Regions from separate parts of the Gossypium arboreum genome. Here region 2 is linked to region 1. The links are chromatin contacts, called in public Hi-C maps. All regions are on one chromosome and are shown on one strand. The core of a region is the stretch at or near the end of the contact, and the rest is flanking DNA. Distances in the headings are between cores, read along the strand shown. Region 1 holds the start of LOC108487474 (histidine-containing phosphotransfer protein 1-like). Region 2 holds the start of LOC108489627 (squamosa promoter-binding-like protein 7).

Evidence for each region. Hi-C and Micro-C count contacts between places; a contact is called where the count stands out from the background.
Region 2: a Hi-C map of leaf shows a contact between it and region 1, with 2.7 times the contacts expected there. The contact joins the promoter of LOC108489627 here to the promoter of LOC108487474 in region 1. A contact is called at or near these places in 2 of 5 Hi-C or Micro-C datasets (both in leaf).

What each region holds. Positions count from the first base shown.
Region 1 is chr10:100,566,490-100,570,893 of ASM2569848v2, forward strand. LOC108487474 (histidine-containing phosphotransfer protein 1-like) reads left to right here and starts at 2,422. Exons shown (of 6, transcript XM_017791828.2): 1 at 2,422-2,824; 2 at 2,974-3,104; 3 at 3,187-3,255; 4 at 3,433-3,504; 5 at 3,586-3,658; 6 at 3,751-4,036. The coding sequence starts at 2,765. The coding sequence ends at 3,810.
Region 2 is chr10:100,776,062-100,780,465 of ASM2569848v2, forward strand. LOC108489627 (squamosa promoter-binding-like protein 7) reads right to left here and starts at 2,099. Exons shown (of 10, transcript XM_017794296.2): 1 at 1,379-2,099; 2 at 1-145. The coding sequence starts at 1,926.

The DNA of each region.
Region 1 (4,404 bases), core at 1,172-3,671:
GTATTCAGAATTATTAAATCGACTAAATATTATCGTATCTTCTATAAACAATGGGATGGAGGACATGTTTTTGTGATTTTAAGGCCAAAGTGCAAGTAATGGAATATCCACCATAACATTATTCAATGTAATCTTCCATGATATTATATATAATATTCTCTACAACACACAAACTATAAAAAAATAATTGTTGAGAAAATAAAAAATTAATAAAATATTATTAATATGACTTGATTTAATTGATTCATCATTCATTAGCATTGTAATAAAATTTAAGATTTGAGTTTCAACAAATATCTATTTTTAGTTAATCTTTAATATCACTTTAAATTCTCTATAAAATTAACTATATGTCTTAATTTTAGAATAAAAATCTATTCAGAATAAATGGTTAGACTAATAAATTTATGAATCGATATGAATTGAATAAATTTGATTGAACTTATAATTAAATCAAATTTTCTTTTTAATATATATATTTAAATATATTAATTTATTTATTTGAATAAATTGAATTAGACGTTATTTTGAAAATGTTGACTAAGATAACCTCTCCAGTTTTTTAAATTAATAAAATAAAAAAACAAACAAACGATAAGGATTCTGTCTCAACGATAATGGCTGGTTGTAGGTCCAGCTGTCCCTTGTTTATTGATGAAAAGACAAGTTGGTATAGAACTAAGATTAGCTGTAGTAAATCTTGATGTGCCCTCACAAGATTCTTTCAATATCTTAAAAACAAACATTAAAATTAGTGGGGAGATGAATGCTTGTGGACCATGCAATGCTCATCATTTACGCTCACTCCACCGTCCAATAATCTTGATGCACATTTTTGCCACAAAACAAATAACGGACTAATTGGTTAAAATTAATTTATTTTGATATTCAATTCAAACAAAATGTTGGCCTATTTCCATGTAAAATTCATAATAATAATAAGATGATGCTCTTAGGGATTGAGGAAGCGAGTAGCCACATTTAGCATGTTAAATGGCTTGAAATTTTGTTGATTTAATCTCAAAATCCTAATAAAAAATCTCTCTAATCTTCATTTATTATCGTCGAATGGATACTTAAATTCAATATGTTCCTCTTCTAAACAAGACTTTCTTTCCAACCTTTTAAATTGAATTTCTATCGCTTGAAACTTTCTAACTAACTTTTAACTTGATTTGGTATGTTTGAGTCTATCTTTTTTTGATATTTTTATTATCTTTTCTTTGTTTTTGTAAGTGATATTTGGGGCTTGCTAAAGCAATAAACTTTCGTTTTTTTTTTATATATATTTTTGTTTGCTTTGGATGTGGTAATATTTGTTTGTTGGTTCAAGGGAAGGTTTATGAATGGTTTAGTTGTGGATTTTCTTGGTTTACGGTTTTGACTGAAGGGGAAATATGGTGAGTACATTAATGATGTGAGGCTGTTGAGCTGGTTGGTTTAAATGTGAGGGCATGGGGTTAACAGTGGCTTTGCTAGGGTTTGGGCTTGAGTTATTGTTGATATTGTTTGGACTATTAGGTTAGAGAGTAATGGTATGAAGATTGAGTGACCAAAGTGTAAATTTGTAAAGTTATGAATTGTTGAAAAATAAACTTATAATTTTTTGAAATTAAATGACTAAATTATAAACTTACTTATAATTAAGTGACTAAATTATAAATTTACCAGTCTCACATTTGACATTCGTTACCAACTTAACTACCAATAATATACTCACAAATTTATAATTTTTTTAGAAAATGATTAGAATGTAGCTTTATTAGTAATTATTGTTTTTAATTTTCAAGCATATATAATTGGTATATATATTTTCATGATAAATTAAATCTTTATAGGGACACTTTTGATAAAGATAATCTTTATAGAGACACTCAAAATCTACATCTCGGAAAAATAGTTTAGAAAAGTCAAATTTATTATGGATAACATAACTGTCAATAATTTAATTGTGGAAATTCCTAACGTTTCTCATCAACAAATTTATGGGGTCATTATGATATTTTATTATGATAAAATTAAAATGGAAATGTAATCCAGTTATTTATAGCAATAATTTGATGCTACAATAAGTTAATAAATAATAAACATTTAAAATTAAGATATGACAAGTCAGCATGCTATGTCTTTTAAAATATATAAATAATTTCTATACACAGTATACTAATATTTAATTTTTGATAAAGAAATATAAAAAAACAAATAATAATTTCTATACTAATTTAAATTAAAACGCAGTCATTGATAGTAATTTTATAAAATAAAAATTTGTCCTTTTCCTTTTTATGAATAAATAATTTATAATTGAAATATAAAAATTATATTGTAATGATAAATAAAACTTATTTTTAATAAAAGTATATATTGTGATGTGTTGGCAACATAAAAAGGAAATTAACCATAAAATTTCCATTCGTGTTTAAATAATTTAGAAGAGAGAGAGAGAGAGAGAGCAAAATAAAGGAGGGAGTATGATTTTGTAATAGAAAACTGAAAACAGTAATAGCTCAAAAGAAAATAGAGCCAAAGGGTATAACATTAAATTCACATCAAATCCTTTTCAAAGGTTTGCAAAAAAGCATTTATACCCTTTTCTTGGGCCTTTTTTTGTTCTTTATTTTTGTGCTATTATTGCATTTCATTTCATCCCTAAACATCTAAATTTAAGCCACAAGCTTTGAGGTTTTGACCTTTTGTTGGGTCATTAGCTTTGATTAGTGGGAAAAGTTCTTTGTATGTGCAGAGAGAACAAAGGCTAAAGAGAATGGAAGTGGGTCAGATGCAGAGAAGATTGGTGGACTACACAAAATCCTTGTTTATGGAGGTAAAATCCCATTAAAAAAATCAACTTCAAATGTACAAATCTATTAACAAAAATCTCGTTTTTCTTTTGTCCTTGTTTTCTTCTTCTTGTTTTGGTATGTTTGGTTTTTCCTTACTTTTGTACCTTTTTATTTTTTTTGTTGGGACAAGGGTTTCTTGGATGCTCAGTTTTTGCAGCTTCAACAGCTTCAAGATGAGAGCAACCCAGATTTTGTTGTTGAAGTTGTGTCTCTTTTCTTTGATGATTCAGAGAAACTTCTTAATGATCTCACCATGGCTTTGTAAGAAACTCACCTTTTCCTTTTGTTTTCTGCCATGGATGTTTTTTTTTTCTTCATTAAACATGTCTTTTTTCTTATACAGAGATCAGCCAAGTGTAGATTTCAAAAAAGTTGATGCTCATGTTCATCAATTGAAGGGTAGCAGTTCCAGGTTCAAAGCCTTAGAACAATATGATCCCATAGTTTCATTACAAAAGTTGACTAAACTTGTTAGATCTAACCATTCTAGAAAAACAAGGCTAAAAAACATGAAAAATGAACAAAATCTTGAAATGTTCAAGTTGTTTGATTAAACAATCAATTGTTCTTTGTGTGTGTGTGTCAACAGCATTGGTGCACAGAGAGTTAAAAATGCTTGCATTGCTTTTCGTAGCTTCTGCGAGGAGCAGAACATCGATGCGTGAGTCTCTTTACTTCACTCTAGTTTTTCGTTTTATCATATATTATAGATTTCGATACGATGTTCTTGAAAACATTGCAGGACACTGAGATGTCTTCAACAAGTGAAACAAGAGTATTACCTTGTGAAGAACAAGCTTGAAACTATGCTCAGGGTTAGTGCACTAGTTTTTTGCTTAAAGGAAATAGTTGTACTTAAGTTATAAAACCACTTTTTCTTATGCTTTTCTTTTCCCGGTTAACGCAGTTAGAGCAGCAAATCGTGGCGGCTGGTGGGTCGATTCCGATGATTGAACTGGGTTTTTGAGGACCATAAACATGAAGGGGGGAAAGAATGATTTTGGGGGTGGTTTATACAATAGGAACATATGGTGTTTAAGGTTTCTCTTTTTTATTTAATCTTACCAGTGAGTTTGTGATTGTTTGATGTTCATGAAAGAAGAGATTTCATACTAGTTTCACTCCAAATAACTTCTAAAAGAACCTTTCTGTTGATAAATTTCCTCTTCAATTAATACTGTTTCTTCCATGAATGTGAACTATTGTTCCAGTTGGTGAACACTGGAATTGCTTCTAGATTTGTAATGCTATTCGTTGCTCTCGTGTTTATCGACAATATCTATGCATGTAGTGTAGGAATATCGATAAAATGATGTTAACAGTGCATGAGACACTCCGTAGGGGGGGCGGGGTTCGATATTGCTAAATGCTGAATTGCTGGCACATAATCCCCCAAAGTAGGGTTATGGCCATCATCATTGTTTTAGTTGTCTGAAGTTTTTACCCCTTGATTCCATTTCCTACTAAAGTTTCCCCCTTGTGGAAAAATATCCCAGGAGACATGAGCAAAGCTTGTCTTTTCTTGCCATGTTCCACATTTAACTGTCGTTTCTTCTATTAT
Region 2 (4,404 bases), core at 849-3,348, 210 kb after region 1:
GCCATCGCTTTGTATAGCACCTTGAGATTCTTTATTGACAGCAGTCTTAGAACCAACAAGCTTCCTTCGCCGTCTAATGTTGTGACGCTCTAGTTTCCTTCGACAACTCCTCTTACCTTCATCAAAATCAGACAGCAGGTGGAACCTGAAAAGTAATTGAAAGACAAACTTCAATACAATAAATAACAATAGCCGTGCACCCAACCCAACCCCAGCCCCCACCCAAAAGAATTCCAGCTCTTAAAAATTACCATTAAGAACAACTCCATTCATGTTTTAAACTTCAAAATTCACTTCTAGACTATACACTTCCATGAACAGAAAACACTAACTGTAAACATCAGCAAAAAAAAAGATGAAAAATTGATTACAACTTCTAAAGGTTCCGTTCAATTGTTATTTGCTTACCCAGACTTGGGAGTGCTTGCTGGATACACTGCGTATCGAACACGGTACAATTAGATTCTAAGTAGTTTCATGTATAAAGGGATCCGTAGATGTCACTTCCCTATGTCTGCAGAGTTGGACACTGGTACTTAAACAAGAATGAAGAATCCGAGCAACATAGCTTTTGCTATTTAATTTTCGCCCTAAAATTTCATTTCTACAGCTAAATATACTGTAGAGGGTCTTTTGGTAAGGTGAGGAGACATTAAAATCTAGCAAAATGAGATGTCGTGGAGAGATGGAGGAGAGGAAGATCGAAGCAGATTCTAGAAAACAAGTGCGGCGGAAGGCACGTAGCTGTGATTGTAGAAAGTTGTAGAGAGAACCTTAGAGTGCTAAGTTTGCCAAAAAATCAAAAAGTCCCAAATGAAACGTTCAAACCTTTATTTATAAATGGTTATGAAAAGAAAGTGGGCATAAACTCGTTAAAATGATGGGTAGTAGGAAAAGTAAATTATACAGACAATGGGTATAAAAACAGTTGCATAAAAATTACACCCACTTAAAATATTTTAGATAGCGAGAACAATTTTTAAGTGCAAATGCAAGAAAAAAGGAGGTAACACTTTTATTCCACAGAAATGTTAAAAGAAATAAAACTTATTAACATTTTCTATATATGAGCCTTCAAGCCATGCTCTCTAGGAGATCCAAAAAATGAAACAACTCAATAATTCTGCCAACCTCTTCCCATTTCCTAAAGTGCAGTTAACGATTAATAGAGTAATTAGTTAAAAAAAATCATCTACATATACAAACTATGAAACTAAGCATTGAATTTCATAATGAAAACAAAAACCTTCAAAAAATTTCAATAATAAAGCCTAATTTATAAGTAGATAGACTTGTGTTTAGCCTAAAATTTGAGAAGCAACCGGGGGAGGGGGGGATATAGCAGAAGAACAAGAAAATAGTGTAAAATAGAGCTTACTTGCCACACTGTTGGCAATATCTCTTGGTTTCTCCATCGATCAAAACGGTGCTGGAGTTGGCGCATCGTAGACAAATTCTATGCCTCCTGTGATAACCTTTAAGCTCGCTAATATCCACTTCGCAACCCGGAACTTGGCATCGACACGTCCCCGACCCGACTCGACCGGTTCGGGCCCTCTTTTTCCCCGGCGCCCCCGCCTCTTCCTCTTCAAGCTTCTCGACTTGGGCATCGATCTCGGGGCACGCACAGGGGACCCGACCAGCTATGAAATTCGAACAAGTCATCCTCGGGTCCCGCTTCCGTACACGATCGGGCGCCGGAGCTGTATTGGGATCGCCAGCCAGAGCGTCTAAAGGAGGAGGAGAGAAACCATAGTCGTCAAAGGAAATGGGTAAGTGATCGTCAGAAGTTAATTCGAGGAGATCATTCCAGTCCCAAACGGAGGAAGTCAGTTCAGGTCCGGTCACCGGAAAGTCCATTTTACGATTCTCAGACCGATGATCGCCACGAGGCGTTTGCGTAGCAGGAGATGGATCTTGGTCCATAATATAAAAAAATCCCCAAAGTCCATACGATTTGGTTATTTTGGTGGTTGGATTGGTTGACGGGAAAAAGGGACAAAATCAACGGGTCGGTCGGGTCATATCGATACCCGGAGTTTTTTATTAACATTAGGTGGCGACTCGTATCGAAGATTCCAGCTCTTTATTTTTATTTTTTTCTGGGTTAATGCCATGATATGTCCTCAAATTACAGTGTACATTTCAAATTAATCTTTAAACTTCAAATCGCTCCAATTGAGTTCAGTTATGAAAGTGTCACTATCATAACCAATTTACTCATTAACTTGGATATTAAATTATAGCTCAAATTTGACATGTAATGTATTTAAGACACATGTATACTTATTTAAATCTAATATTGTAAAAATATATTCTAAATTTTTATTGACATTGCTTTTTATTTTTAAATTCTTTTCCAAATCCGAACTAATATTTAACTTATAAATCAATGTCTAGACTGATGGAAAACCACTTTGAATTTCAATTATAATATTTTGAAGTTTATAGATCAATTTAGAATATATACAATAGTTTGGGGATGTTTTGTAAAAAAACCCTTTGTGTTTTAAATCATTTCTATTTTTACCATTTTTGAGTCATGGGAAATGACGAAAATGTGGTTATTGTGGCGACATCGTATATAAGGGTGTGACGCGCCTGGGAAGGACACGCGGAGGGTGGAGCCGTGAAGGGTATACGTGGGGAGGAAAGCGCGTGGGATAGGAAGGTGGAGAATTGTTGTCGAAATTAGATGAAGCGGCGAGATGATGACATGTCTTGTTCCAAAAAAAGGGGATATTTATAAGACAATAATAAGCTCAGAACCGATTCACCAAAGTCAAATCTCAAAAGTCACGCATTTTTATGGTTTTGCTTTCCCCTCAATGCTGTCTTAAAACTGTTTGCACTGTACCTTTTCATTCAATTTAATTCTAAGATGCCTTGTATATTTTTGTTGAGAATAGAATTGTAGTATCTTATCCTGTAATCATCATATCTTAATAAACAAATTTAAGTTGAAATTAAAATATATATATATATATATATATTATGTCCAATCAAATCATGGTTGTCGTTACCATAAATAAAGAATTGATGATTCAAAATGTGATTTGAAAGTTTTCATTTTTATAATTCAAAACTTGGAAATCTGTTTATTTGCCTTTGAAGCAATTATTATTAATATGTAAGTCGGTTTTACCAGTGAGAATTTTGAATTTTTTAATTATGCTGTTCAGTTTATTTGAAATAAAAAAAAACCAAAATTTTATTTATTATCTCTCATAAAGACAAAAATACAACATTCTTTCACTAGAATTTAGAATTAATGAAATAATTATATAGCTAACCTATCTGCATTTGAGGTTAGATACACCCTTTAAATTAGAAACATAATTGCTTGATATATTTCATCATAAATCAAATGATAATTGGTGAATAAATCAGCTTAATTAGAAAATATATTTTGTTATAAAATTTAACTTTTACGCCTAGTTAGGAGTTATGTATATGGGAGTTATGTGTATGGGAAAGATAATTCAGGCCGATTATTTAGGATGTGCTCAACATGCTGAAAGGGTTTACATCCTGTCCTTTCGAATTCGTAGCGAAAGAAGGTAATGTTACTACGCATGTGATGGCATCCGAAGGTATGAAACATTCGGAAGATTATTTTTGAGTTAAAGAAGCTCCACTTAAGGTTTTGGAACTAGTCAATCTGGATTGCCATTTTCACCAATCACCGTAGTCCCCTCCTCTTTTTTTGAAGTTCTTGGTTGAGAAATGTGGTCTTTCTTGAGGAATCTCAACCCTAGTCTCTGATTGATGCCACTGTTTGCCAGTTATGGAAGTTTTGGCCATTTTTGGTTTGCTTTTTTCGTTGAGTTTGGAAGTCGTTTCTTGTAAATTTTGTGTTTAGTTTTCCTAAGTTTGTTTTTTATTTTCTACCTAATTTTGTTGTTGCTAATTTTTGTTTTTAGACTGCTGTTTTACTTTGGTTTTGTTTTTTTTTTAGATTTTCAGCCCATGTTTTAATCAAAACGGACTGTTTATTTATAAAAAATGTATCTTTAATATTTTAGTAGAAGGATTATGAATCTCACATTGTTTAAAAATAAAAGGTGAATTTATACAGAGGCAAATTTAGGAGCTGACAGAAGTCCTACTCCCCTTAAAATGAGAAATTAGTATTTAAGCTCTTTAAAATTTTAAATTAATAAAAATAAAATTATATTTTAACCCCTTAAAATTATAAAAAATTAATTTAATCTTTTAAAAATTATAAAAATATAGACTGTTAAAAAATAAGATTTCATTCGACCCCTCCTAAAACAATTTTCTAATTTCACCCTTGAGTTTATATAAAAACCCATTTGTTAGCTACAGAAGGCTTGAGAAATGGGAAACATAGAGATATGAATAGTGGGGTACCTGGTTACGTCGAGGAGCTAGTGGAAAGAG